3 separate regions of the Hordeum vulgare genome follow, and all the other regions are linked to region 1. A link is a contact called in public Hi-C data. All regions are on one chromosome and are shown on one strand. The core of a region is the stretch at or near the end of the contact, and the rest is flanking DNA. Distances in the headings are between cores, read along the strand shown. Region 1 holds the start of LOC123442888 (transcription factor IIIB 60 kDa subunit-like). Region 2 holds the start of LOC123442889 (protein indeterminate-domain 7-like). Region 3 has its middle 20 kb from the start of LOC123442889.

Evidence for each region. Hi-C and Micro-C count contacts between places; a contact is called where the count stands out from the background.
Region 2: a contact with region 1 is called in a Hi-C map of seedling, with 2.0 times the contacts expected there. The contact joins the promoter of LOC123442889 here to the promoter of LOC123442888 in region 1. A contact is called at or near these places in 2 of 6 Hi-C or Micro-C datasets (leaf and seedling) and 1 of 1 datasets of contacts at active chromatin or transcription factors (embryo).
Region 3: a Hi-C map of leaf shows a contact between it and region 1, with 3 times the contacts expected there. The contact joins the enhancer-like site here to the promoter of LOC123442888 in region 1. A contact is called at or near these places in 1 of 6 Hi-C or Micro-C datasets (leaf) and 1 of 1 datasets of contacts at active chromatin or transcription factors (embryo).

What each region holds. Positions count from the first base shown.
Region 1 is chr3H:42,099,892-42,104,492 of MorexV3_pseudomolecules_assembly, reverse strand. It overlaps LOC123442888 (transcription factor IIIB 60 kDa subunit-like), which reads left to right and starts at 1,432. Exons shown (of 20, transcript XM_045119064.1): 1 at 1,432-1,769; 2 at 2,606-2,757; 3 at 2,930-3,011; 4 at 3,098-3,173; 5 at 3,254-3,339; 6 at 3,429-3,505; 7 at 4,516-4,572. The coding sequence starts at 2,693.
Region 2 is chr3H:42,455,956-42,460,667 of MorexV3_pseudomolecules_assembly, reverse strand. It overlaps LOC123442889 (protein indeterminate-domain 7-like), which reads left to right and starts at 2,371. Exons shown (of 3, transcript XM_045119066.1): 1 at 2,371-3,222; 2 at 3,349-3,748; 3 at 3,917-4,712. The coding sequence starts at 3,039.
Region 3 is chr3H:42,476,281-42,480,788 of MorexV3_pseudomolecules_assembly, reverse strand. No RefSeq gene overlaps it. Among protein-coding and RNA genes, the nearest start is that of LOC123442889, 20 kb to the right of the region's middle. Within about 2 kb of position 1,303, at least 3 of the 3 cell types and tissues checked have open chromatin away from gene starts, as enhancers often do. A contact at or near this core is called in leaf, where this site is marked.

The sequences.
Region 1 (4,601 bases), core at 183-2,682:
CCAAGACACACGTGGACGGAGTGGGTCCGCAACAACCTTGACCTCACTGTCGCGTGGGTGCTCGGTCGCTCAGTCGCCCCCACGGAGACAGTCGCGAGGCGACACCTCCACCTTGACGGCGAGCTCGCGAAGATCGGCGAGTAGTGGTCACTCAGTGATTGCTCCCCAACGCCGGTAAGGCAAGACCATCACCAGGACTCTGTCGGCATAGTCAGTAGTCGCCAGTCCCTTCGTATCACGCAACAGGAGGCGGAGCGGCTCATCCGAGCGACATGCAACCGTCGATTATCGCGTCTCTCCGACATCCGTCTGCCAGTGGAGGGACGATGATGACGACAACACGTACGACGACATTAGTGCAACAAGACATGACGGTCACGCATACGAGGTGGTCATGCCAACGTTTTAGTTTGTTTAATAGTTTTTAGTAAAATGGTCGAAAAATCATTTGTATATGTAAATTATATCTGAACTTCGTATAAAAGTTTGCACAAATTTTATTTAGTTAATTCAAATTGTTGTTCAATGTATGCATACATCATTGGATGCCGGCCTCCGGCCTCCGACACTAGTGCGTGTAGACTGTCCCGTGTCCACGAACGTATGCCACAAGGAATTTGCGGATCGCCGTTAGAGATGGCCTAAGCAAGGCCTCGTCCTACTAAGCATGGCGCCCTAGACCGGAGCATCATACATCGTAGTCCGATCTGACGTAGTACGGTCAACTCTGACGCATGATGCCGTTGACGAGGGCAATGTGCTGCATGACATGGCGATTCAGGCTTGGGCATCGTGAAATGGACCATTTTTTGAAATAAACTGGGTTCATGTTATGCTTAAGTTTTCAAGAGGGGCCAGTTTTTGTCTTTTTTACACCATCGAACAAGGAGTTGGATTTGAAGTGTTTGTATTGTACGAACTTCTCATTTTTTCCTAGTATATTAACTTACGATAGAAGATCTTTGTGCAACCCTCATGGTCTTTCTACTATATTAACCAAGGACAGAGGATCTTTGTGCAATATTCATGATCTCGCCAGACACGAATGGAAGGAGCATAAGCGACAACGCTGACATGTCGCTGTGTTGAAATAGAGGACGTGGACCTATGAATGGTCTTGAATCATGCTTATTAGACTACATAAATATATTACATTATTTTTTCCGTTGCAACGCACGAGTCTTTTTCTAGCGAAAGATGATTCAAAAAAGCAAAAACCAAGGACCACCAGCTGATCGGCCGCCGACAATGATGGCATTTGTGAACGCTGGGGGAGGCATTTTGTGTGGCTGAGGGTGGAATTTTGCAAAACTGTCTTGGTAGTTCGTTTATATTACGGGTACATTCCTTTTGTAAAACTACCACCGTCTGATCTGGATCTAACGGCTCTGGTGGCGTTCCCTGGGATCCCACCCCCAGCGAACGTTCGCCACATAGGATTTCCCGAAACCAAAGCTGAGCTCTGGTAGAAACCTCGATGAACCCTCGGCCCTCGCCGTTCTACCACTCCGTGCCCCCCTCCCTTTCCCCGGCCAGGCGGCCGCTTCTTCCTCTCCCCACACCTCCGTGCTGCCGCCCGGCCCTCCTCTCCGCCTCCCGCCTCCCACCTCTGCCTAACCTCTCGTCCCCGACGCCCCACTTCCCTGGAGTTGTGCCGCCGCCGATCCCAACCCTAGACGCCCCCCCTCCACTGAAGCAGCGCCGCCGCCCAGGCCCCTGACGCCGCCCTTTACCCGCTGCGCCGCCACGCAGCTTCCACACCGAGGCGTGTAAGGCTTCTCTCATTCTTACTTCTTGGCCACTCTAAGATTGGATGGGGTTGTGTGTAAAAAATACAGTTTGGTTGGTTCTTTTGCTTTTCGCTAACTGGACTGGGCCTACCGATCTTGGAATTAGAGAGGGTTAAAATTTAGTGGTATGTCTTAGAATGCAACTAGCACTACATTATTGAATTCAAATGCCTTGCATCATGCTGTCAACCATAGATGTGTCCTCTAATTCTGCTGATGCATCCACATTTTGAGTTAACGAGTCTGCTCTTGCTCTGGGGACATTGCTCCTGAGCCACCACGACTTGTGGGGGACAAGCCAAGAAAGCTGCTCGACGCTGTCGTAAGAAATGCTGCTATACTACTGCGTTGGGGCTTGGGAATTCACGCGGAGCATTGGTCAGGACGCTGTTGCCAGCGGCTAACTATGTGCTTTCAAAGATCTCAACACTTTTTTTTCTGAGTTGAAAGCTTAGTTTAGTTTCATTGTTGTAACTTCATGATCGATTTTGAATTGGAAGTTAAAATTCAACGTGTTGAATTTTAGTCTTCCCGTGCACTGAATATTTAATCCTAGAAATCAAAAGTAGTGCTTGAATGTTTTGATATTTTATTGGACTGAATGCAGCCTGTCCTGCCCCCGTGTTTGACCTCCAGAGTAAGTGCACACACGGTTAGGAAGCAGGTCACCTCTCACATGCTAGTTGTAATGCTCCAACTATAAAATGCGTTGTTAGATTGGAACTGGGTAGAAAAATAATCCAAATCGAAGTCTGCTATTCCTTTACTTGTATTTACTTCACAATCTGAATAGATTGCTCTTTTTACTTTTGAAGGTTGAAGATCACATTCCTTGCAATCCTCTTATTTGAAGGCTAATTGGAGTTGGATCATTCTCCTAGGTCTACTACTTCTGTTCACCAATGGTTTACTGTTCTCACTGTGCTGATTATTGCCCATTCATAAAGGATCCCGACAAAGGATATATGTGAGACCCCCTTTCCTATTCTTTCTTTGTTATTCTCATTGCATGTGAAATCAAGCCGTATAATTGTTTGTGTACATTGTTTTGTTGATCAGCATGTTACTTTCTTGCTTAATAAATTTCTATTAAGCAGCTTCAGCGGTTGTTCATGTGTCTTGTCATGTTTGATGGTCAGATGTTGTGGGACGTGTGGAAAGGTTATTGATCAGGAGATTTTCACCGATGAGCCTACTTTTTTCAAGGACAGTTCCGGAGCGGTTGGTCTTATTATTGTGCTTCTCATTATTCACTTCCTTAATTTATCTGTGTAGTTTGTCAGGTTGACTTTCTTGGATGTGTACAGAGCAGGCTGGCTGGAAACATACTGAGCAGCATCGAGAGTGGGAGTTCACTATCCCACGAAAGGACTTTAATGAAAGGTATGGCTTTTAGGGCACTCCTTTGTTTTATTGATTGTTCTTCCCACTTCGTGAATTAAGCCTGTGATTTATTTCCGTAGGGAGAGACGAGATTTGGCAGATTGTCACCAGCTTACATGTTGGTGGTGGAGATACTATCATTGATATGGCTCATAAATTTTATACAGTATGGATTTTTGTTATCACTCAGTAACTATCTTCTCTGAAATAGTATGGTAAATTATGAAAATGATATTTCTTTTTGTTGAAGTGTAGCTAGCTGTGGACCATAATTTTACAAGGGGCCGTCGAACAACTCATGTTGCAGCAGCTTGCCTTTACATTGCCTGCCGGTACGCTATCATCTACTCCCTCCGTCTCATAATGTAAGATGTTTTTTAACACTAGCGTAGTGTCAAAAAACGTCTTACATTATGGGACGGAGGGAGTAATTAACAATTAGTCTCTTGTTGCTTTATTGTAAGCCTTTCTATCCATTTTGCCTATTCCTTGTTCATATATGACCATGTCCTCCTCCATTTTGGGTGGGGTTAGGAATCTTCCTTAGTTTATTAGTCATTGATTGCTCCTAATTGCCTCTCAAAAAACTGCAAAACCGTCTTTACTATATGGTTTTCAAAAATCGCAATACAGTGTTGGTACATTATGTTTTACTTTCATTCTATATCTCTGGTTTCTTACTAGAAAATTAGATGCTTGATTTTTCTCAAAAAAATAATAAAAATTAGATGCTTGATCTGGATAAACTTCTGTCCTGGTGAGTTTGTAAAACAATAAGCGACAGAACCAAGAGACAAGCGCCTAAGCTGTATGAACCTATGAGACAATCAAACTTCTTCTATAGACATGCACGTTGAACCCATGCCCCTCAGATATACATCTTCTATATTGTAAGCAATGGTCTACTATCAAGACTGTTTCCTAAATTCTCTGGTTCAGAGCTCTTCTGAGTAGCCCAGTGATGTTAGTTTTTGTTTGTTTATTATTCTTAATACTTCCTGCAAATGGAAATAACTATCCTAAAATCCGTGCTAGTAATAAAAAATCAACTTGATCATCCATCTATGTATAAAAAAGGGCATCTACATCGTCCACATGAAACTGATATTACTACTTACTAGACTAGGTATAATCTGTGGGTGTATAAATGGACTTATTATATGTGCAACAAGCACTATCACCACACGTCATGATTTATTGCTGTGCTGAAAATATCTTGTTTCCCTTTTATGTTCTTTGTGGTTCACCGAAGTCTGTTCTCTTTAACTCAATGGTTGTCACTTGGTTTCAGCAAACTATATGGTCAGTACTTACATCCATGTTTAATTACTTCTCTTGTCAGGCAAAGTAAAAAGGCTTATCTTCTTATCGATTTCTCGGACTATTTGAAGATTAGCGTGTAAGTGAACCATTATCTTGCCATTTATC
Region 2 (4,712 bases), core at 1,122-3,621, 360 kb before region 1:
ATAAATACCAAACAAGAACCAAGAAGTATGATGCAAGGATGCAAATGGTTTGAGCTCTCAACGAACGATACGATCAAGCTACTCACTTGAGAGCCCCCCTTGACAGTACGACAATCTATCCTAAAATAGAAAACCTATCAAGGGAAAACCTATACCTTGCACCTCGTCCTCTTGAGATAGATGACGGTGATCTTGGCTTCCTCAAGATGGACCACCTTTCTTGATTGTGTTGGCTTGATGAAGACTAGCTGATTGCTCCCTCATACACACTATGGATGAACCGCTCTTTAGCATATCTTCACAAGTCCATTGCCACCATCCTCCACCACTTGACGTCATCCTCCATGGGTTGTATGAGATCTTCCTCTTGACGCAAGCCCATGGAAACACACCTAACCCCACATAGAACTCTCACGAAGACCATGGGTTAGTACACAAATAAGTAATGGACAATGCTTACCATACCATGGGATCACTTGATCCCTCTCGGTACATCTTGTACGCTTTATGTGTTGAACATCTTGATTTACTCTTTGTCCGACGATCTTGATCAACCTTGTGTCTCTATGACCATTCTTTGGATAATACCTTGAATACCATCTTAGTCATCATATAAACTCCTTGAACCCAACAAATGGACTTCAAGAAGTGTCTATGGACAAATCCTATAAATATAACTTAAGGCAACCATTAGTCCATAGGAATTGTCATCAATTACCAAAACCATATATGGAGATATATGCTCTAACAGACATGATTCTCTCTCAGCTGATCTCCACATACTTACCTATGATTGTCTCAAAAGGAAACTAAAACTCGAACCTGTAGTGGCTCATGACGATAATATCTTCTTGCAACATAGTTTAAAATATTTAGAACAAGGAAATGTTGATTCTGCTGCTGGAACATCAGACACACGTGAGAATATTGCTTGTACCAATAATGTGGTTACTAACCCCTCACACGAGGAAACCACTGCTCTTACTAATGAAAATGCTACATTGAAGAACTTACTTAAAACAGACATGTTCAAAAGTCTCAAAGAGCATCAAACCCTTTGCGATGTTCTTAAGAAGTCAATTCTTTATAAGAACCCTAGAAGTGAAAGGGTAGGTTTTTAGAGAAACTTAAATGCACATGGTACCTACTCAACTCTGGGCAATATTTCAAGATCCAATGTGTTCTTGCAAAGGAAACCCCTATCAATCTTTCTTTTCTCATTACTTTTTGTACTAATGATTGCCATTTGACTCGAACTATAAATTGTTCAAGAAAAAATGGAGAGGTATTTGCTCGCTATGTTGGTACCAATTGCAGAAACAAGCCTCCAAAGAAGGATTATGGGTTTTGAAAAACCTCATTGATGAACTACCCGTGAATGCTTCTCTAACCATGCAGGGTGATGACTCTCGTGCAAGGAAAACTCATCGTAGTATCATACTGCATATGCCTCGAAGGATTTTGAAAGTGTTACGCATTCTAGAAAGTATCATGATTATTATGCTCTTTTGATATAGACACAAAACATATTTAGAACTTTCCTTAATCTTTTAAACTATAAGCGGTTTTCATAGCACTATCTCCAGCCAATACCTCATGTTCCCAAATGTTCTTCACCACTTCTTTGAACTCACTATGCTAATCCAATATATGTGCCACTTTGAATGGTGCATGACACATGATCAAAAATAGATCTCGAAAGGACATACGCATAAGTGTTGCAAAAACTTAGAGTCCAAGATTCCGAGCAAAAGCAACAACCTATCTTTTCTAAATGAGGGGCCTCTTGCATGTTGCTCGAAGTAAAATTTGTACCTCCGAGAAGAATTTCAACTACCACAAGAGCATTAATAGCCTCATTGAATTGAAGCATATCTTGAAAGCCACCTTCAACTTTGAACCATGTAGGAACCAATTTCAACTATATATATGGAACTATGTACTCCCTCCGTTCCTAAATATAAGTCTTTTTAGAGGTTCCTAAATTAAGTAGCTGGTCTCGCACAAGGATAAGAACGAGAACACTTTTTCTAAATAATTTTCGGTGCAAAACAGAGCCGCGTCCACGCACACGCTCGTTGGAGAAAAAAAAAAGGGGTCGCACAAGGATTCAAGATCCACAATTCCAGGCCTGTAGCACTGTTTGCCGCCACCACAGCACGGCACCGCAGAACCCACCATGGCAGGCATTGGCATGGAGCAAGATCGCCATTCATTATTAGTAATAATCCCCTGCACAGGGCGCGGAATGGGAATGGGGTTAGCCGAGCAGCGACAGGAGGTACGGCGTAGGGGATTTCTCGAGTCCGGCGCATCAGAAGTCACACGAGAGAGAGAGAGAGACTGAGAGAGGCCAAGGGAAAAGACAGCGGCCCCGGCGCCCCGTGTGGGCCGGCTCCTGTTTTTAGAGAAAGAGTAGTGTAGGAGTACAGTGTGATTGCGGGCATGGAACGGGTGGATGGCCGCACACTTGCGCCTGCCTCCCTCATCCATCCGCATCTCTCCTCTCTCTCTCTCTCTCTCTCCCCCCCTACCTAGCAATCAACCCTAGTCTTGGCGTGGCTGACTCCTCCTACCTGGCTGCATAGCTTATTAGCTTCTTCCTTCAGCCCCACTCTACCAGCTCCCCGCGCAGCGCAGCCCAGCGTAGCTCGTCGGCCGTTTGCTCCGATAGCTCAGCTCAGCTCAGTCGATCGGCTGCCTCGGTTCTTGATCACAATAGCCGCCTCCATGGTTCCACATCAGCGAGCCTAGCAAGTTGCTGTACTGCTACTGCCACTGGTACCAGTCTCCGGCCTCGGGATTCAGGGAGAGGGGCGTCCCCACCGCAGCTGGGCGTGGGTAGTGCAACTGCTGCAAATCTTCAAGTACCACCACCGCATGCAGCGGCTGCCGTCAGGCCAGGCCGCACATGATCGGATCGCCCGCCCGCGAGATCTGATCCGTGCGCGTGTGTGTGTGTCCAGCTGATCGGGAATTCGGCAGTAGCTAGCTGGTTGGTTGGTTGATCGGTCGAGGGGAGGGGAGAGAAGATCGAGATGATGCTCAAGGATTTTGCGGCAATTCAGCAGCAGCAGCAGCAGCAGCAGCTGGCCCTGGCCGCTGCCGCCGCGGACGAGAACATGTCGAACCTGACCTCCGCCTCCGGCGACCAGACCAGCGTCTCCTCCCACCCCCTCCCGCCTCCTTCCAAGAAGAAGCGCAGCCTCCCGGGGAATCCAGGTGAATTCTCCTTCTGGTCGACTTATCCAACTAGGAATATATGTTGTTCTTGCCTTCTTGGTTCTTTGGTTCTTGATCCAAAGGATTCACCGGTCGGTCGATCAATTCGTTTTGCGGCCGGTACAGACCCTGACGCGGAGGTGATCGCGCTGTCGCCGCGGGCGCTCATGGCGACGAACCGGTACGTGTGCGAAATCTGCGGCAAGGGGTTCCAGCGGGACCAGAACCTGCAGCTGCACCGGCGAGGCCACAACCTCCCATGGAAGCTCAAGCAGCGGAACCCCAACGAGGTGGTGCGCAAGAAGGTGTACGTGTGCCCGGAGCCGGGTTGCGTCCACCACGACCGCTCCCGCGCGCTCGGCGACCTCACCGGCATCAAGAAGCACTTCAGCCGCAAGCACGGCGAGAAGAAGTGGAAGTGCGACAAGTGCGCCAAGCGCTACGCCGTGCAGTCCGACTGGAAGGCCCACTCCAAGGTCTGCGGCACCCGCGAGTACCGATGCGACTGCGGCACGCTCTTCTCAAGGCACGTCTCCCACTGTCCCTCCTCCTCCTCCTCCTCCTCCTCCTCCATCTTCTTCTCCGTCTTGCCCGCGCATGCCAGATGGTAGGCCACTGCTATGCCTATGGCCATGCATGACATGCTGACAATGTGTGCGTGCATGCGAATGCGATGATTATTTGGCATTTGCAGGCGGGACAGCTTCATCACCCACAGGGCGTTCTGCGACGCGCTGGCGGAGGAGAGCGCCAGGGCGGTGGCGGTGGCCGTGGAGGAGCAGCAGCATCCGGGGATGCTCTACTCGCACGGCGGCGGAAGCGCGGGGTATCAGATGCCGTCCGTGATGGACCCGTCGAGCTCGCTCGGTGGCGGCCACGGGCTGATCCAAGAACTGTGCCTCAAGAGGGAGCGGGAGCAGCAGCAGCAGCAGCAACAACAGTTCGCGCAGCCGTGGCTATCGGAGCAGCAGCAGCTGGAGATGGCCGGCGAGGGCGCCCAGACCATGTTCGGGACGACCAGGATGGAACAGGAGTTCAATGCGAGCTCCACGCCGGAGAGCAGCACGCAGCCTGTGGGCATGAGCTTCGCGTCATTTCCGTCGTCGTCTGCGGCCGGGGCGACGGCCTCGTCGCACATGTCGGCCACCGCGCTGCTCCAGAAGGCGGCGCAGATGGGTGCAACGCTGAGCCGGCCGTCATGCCAAGGCCAGATGGCGGCGAGCACCTTCAGCAGCAGTAGCAGCAGTGCCGCCATCACCAACGTCACCAACAATACACCACCTGCCGCTACTAGTAGCAGCGCGGCGACAAGCACCGCCGTCGGCGTCGGATTTGGGCACGCGTTCGAGGCGCCGGCTCCCTACGGAGTGGACCAGAGGCCCAGCGCCAATCGTAATGCCGGCAATGCCGCCGCCGCCGGCGGAGGTAGAGGCAATGCCGGAGGCGCAAACGACGGCCTCACGAGGGACTTCCTTGGTCTGCGGGCCTTC
Region 3 (4,508 bases), core at 54-2,553, 380 kb before region 1:
GAAACACCAATGATCCTTATTGCATTTTTTTGTTTGCAGTATGATATACGAGCGAAAACCTTAATACTTGCACAACGCTAAATTCGTATTAATTTGATGATCATATTTTCAGGTCCCGAGTTTAAGTTTTGTCCTCGACCCTCAAAAACTCAGGACCGGCCCTGCAGAGGGCATGTCGTCATCAATTTTTTAATACTATGATTATCGTGTTTTATCTATCGTTTACAGTATTAAATTTAATACTCCCTCCGTTTTAAATTTTGTGTCTTAGATTTGTTTAGATATGAATGTATCTAGTCAAGTTTTAGTATTTAGATACATCCATTTCTAAACAAAGTTAAGACAATAATTTTGGAATGGAGGGAGTATAAAATTGCTCAAATGTTCAACGAATGTCGAACGAATTTCTCAAAAGGCAGACTCCGCCCGTACACGACCCACTATTTCTAGAGCAATTTGACCACAGCCACAAACCGCAGGGGAGCGAGGTGACAAGTGATATCATGGCGGCTCGCGACCACCAAGCACAAAACCGCTATTCATCTCGTGCCGCTGCCGCCCCCAAGCCCCGAAGCGCGCGCCCCCAAGTCCTTGTCGTGGAGCATGCATCCGATCGCCCGGTCGGACATTCTTTGGACTCTGATCCTTGGCGGCCCGTACTTGCTCTCTTCTGCACGGCGACCAGACCGCCCGATGCAGCTGCCTACTGCCGAGCATCACTACTCGCTCGGTTTGATCGCTGAGATTTAACCAAGTCTCTCTCGAACACTGTTCTCAAAGCGAACTAGTAGTTATGTTTTGACGTGCATAGCCCCCGACCGTCTGCATCGCCGACAAGTTGGATGGCAGTGTACGTTATGAAATGTGAATGGCGGTAGTGGGAGTACAACAGTAGAATATGCTAACTGCCCGGTCGAGAATGCCACGGGCTACATGACAGGAATGCCGAAACACACAAGAAGATGATAACGACGTCGGTTTCGCCGGAGCGAGCCAACGCCCAACATCAACATGGTCCGTCCGTCCATCCGCTACAGGACGCCAGATGTTCATCATGCATGACACCCTGCAAACGTCTCCGAGAGGGAGTTGATATTATATGTGCGCCGAGTTATAGTTAATCCACGTACTGATCGTCACCGAGTCTCCAACCATATGAGGAGTAGTATATACATATTTGGTATGCAAACAAGACACTTGCTGCCACAACAATAACATTTATTTCAGGGGCCACTAACTCGTAAAAACCATGTGGATGTGGATGTGGATGTGGTAGTGACATACATAAACCAGCATTGGATACCGAACCAAACACAGGGCCCATGAGACCATGACCATACCATGAGTCGTTATCACTCGTTCCATCCACTGTACCTACACCGAACCACCATGTTTTGAAATAAGCAGATCATTTGCACGAGACCGGCCGGCCCCTACCGCTATGATATCCCAGTATTTCCTTGCGCCCAAAATTAAGCTTCCTGAGATAATTAAGGGCTCGGCGTTTACAGGTTGAAATTTCGCTTATGTGACCTAATGTATCTGACGCACCGTAACAGTGATATATTTTCTTATGCCTGCGTTCGGCCGGGTGATCTGACCTGAGAGTGAGATCCCTGAGCCGTGACATGCAAAAATCTGAAACGCCTCGCCTTTCATCTCACGGCAAGGGTACACACGTACATCACTAAATCGATGAATGAGGAAGTCGAGTCTTCCTACCGTCGGTCTATCTCTATGGACGGGGCTGGTGGACCGCTCCCTCACTATCATCAAAGGCCCCAACTATAAGATGACGTTGCGTTTAGGAAGGAAACCTTCGAAGCCTTGACGTGTGTTTCAAGTCAAGATGATATAATCGACATATTTATTTCCTGATGGTAACCGATCATATGTAATCCTAGATATCCCTCGTGTCTATATAAACCAGAGGGTTTTAGTTCGTAGAGGACAGAATCATCATCTAGGGTTTAGTTCATCTGATCTCGTGATAGATCGACTCTGTAATTGTCATACAAACATCAGTATAATCAAGCAGGATGAGTGGTCTTATCTCTTCGAGAGGGCCCGAACCTGGGTAAATATTTTTTTTTGGTTTCCTATTCCCCAATGATCCAAGGTCCAGAGCTCCGGACCCCCTATTCGAGATCCGCCGGTCTTTGACACCCGCATTGCTGCTTTCATTGAGAGTTCCGTTGTGGGGTCGCCAAAGGATCGATGACTCACTTAGTCATCAATGATAACATCCACACCAGGGACATCTTCGTCCCCGACCAGCTCTTCGCGTTCGGCAACATAGTTCTACATGCCGATGCGGCCGACCACTTCGTTTAGATCGTCGGCTTTGCACCAGAGCAGAAGATCAGGTTCGTCAACCTAGAGTACGTTGCCGATGCCCGAGGCGATCTGGTCCTTACGAGGCTCTGGGCCTTGTACGATGAGCGTGGAAATCCCGAAGCTTTAACTTTGTGCCTCCCGCCCGACCCCGTCACCTGGTCGAGCATTACCTTGGATCCGGCTTTGAGCTCGGATTCGATTAAAGCGTCCGAAGACCAGGGTTCAACCTTGGCCGAGCATGCTCCCTGTGCCGACGCACCGGAGGTCAACTCCCCAAGAATTCATAAGACCAGTCCGGCTGGCCTCTCGCTATTGAACGAGACGCTGGCCCGGATCCGGACAATGAATATTATTGATGGCTCGTCCTCGACCTATGCTCGGATCGATCTTGAGGCGGGCCATGGGGACTTTACGTCGCACCAACCACCCATTTGGTAGCCACTATCGAAGATTTAACCGATATACTGGATTACGCCTGTGAGGAGGCCGAGGACCTCGACGAAGATGTCGACTCCAATTCCCCTCCCACCACTAGATGGTGGACCGCCGCCTACACCTACGATGTCTATACGGCAGACACCCCTAGCGATAAGGGCTACAACACCACGGGGAAGGGCGGCGACGACACCCCTAAAGAGAATAGCAACAAACTCAACGAGGAGCCGCCCAAGAGTCGATGTCAACATAAACGATCCAATGGGTGCAAGGGTAGAGGAAGTAACACGGGCACCGGAGAAAATGATACCCCGGACAATCGGGAGGACCTCGGCGACCTCCGTGCCCCCGAACAACAACCTGATGATTCGGAGGGGCACGAGGATGAGGATAACCCCGAGGGCCTCAACGACTCCGAAGACAGCTGATGGGAATATGCCCTAGAGGCAATAATAAAGTGGTTATTATCATATTTAATTGTTCATGATAATCATCTATTATCCATCTTATACTTGTATTGATTGGAAACTCAAATACATGTGTGGATACATAGACAACATAGTGTCCCTATTAAGCCTCCACTGGACTAGCTCGTTGATCAAAGATAGTTAAGGTTTCCTAGCCATAGACATGAGTTGTCATTGGATAACGGAATCACATCATTAGGAGAATGATGTGATGGACAATACCCAAACCATAACCATAGCATTTGATCGTATGACTAAAGTTTATTGCTATTGCTTTCTGCATGTCAAAATATTTTTTCCTAGGACCATGAGATCATGCAACTCACTGGCACGGGAAGAGTACCATGTGTGTATCAAATGTCAAAACGTAACTGGGTGATTATAAAGATACTCTACATGTATCTTCGAGGGTGTCTCTTGAGTTGGCATGGACCGAGAGTGGGATTTTTAACTCCGTGTGACAGAGAGGTATCTGTGGGTCCACTCGGTAATACAACATCACAAGAAACTTTCAAGCAATGTGACTAAGGAGTTAGTCACGGGATCTTGTACTACCGAACAAGTACAGAGACTAGCCGATAACGAGATTGAACAAGGTATGGAGATACCGATGATCGAATCTCGGGGAGGTAACATACCGGTGGACAAAGGGAGCGATATACGGGATTAACTGAATCCTTGACATCGTTGGTTCGATCGATATAGATCTTCGTAGAATATGTCTTACGATCATGCCAACTTAGCAGATCCATCATTGGTTCCATCATACCAACCTTAGCAGATCCCGCCCATCCAATCTTGACCCCCTTCCTCTCCTTCTTTGAAAGCTTAAGGCTCTTCATCAAACCTTCCACTCTCTTCATTTTGTCAGCAACATCGACTTGGATCACTCTTAACCACGGATCAAACGAAAACCATAACTGATCTTGGGAACAATGTCTTACGATCACGCGTAGGGATAGCAATTTTCTCCATGTATACGGATACACATGGATATACACGACCCGGTTGGTCAAGGGTATGGAGCATATTTCCACCCATAGATCCGTGGATCTGGATACCCACAAACAGTTGGGTTGGGCATGGATATAATTTTTGCCCCATGGATATCCAATGAATACCCATATGACACGTGGGCTCATATTGTAGCGACACTAGACTAAGAAAATGTCCAACCCCAAGTTACTCGCGGTCAGAGAAGGTCAAAGTACGGCCATGTCCCCTAATCCCCCAAAACCCCACCGACATTATTATTAAACCTAATCTAAG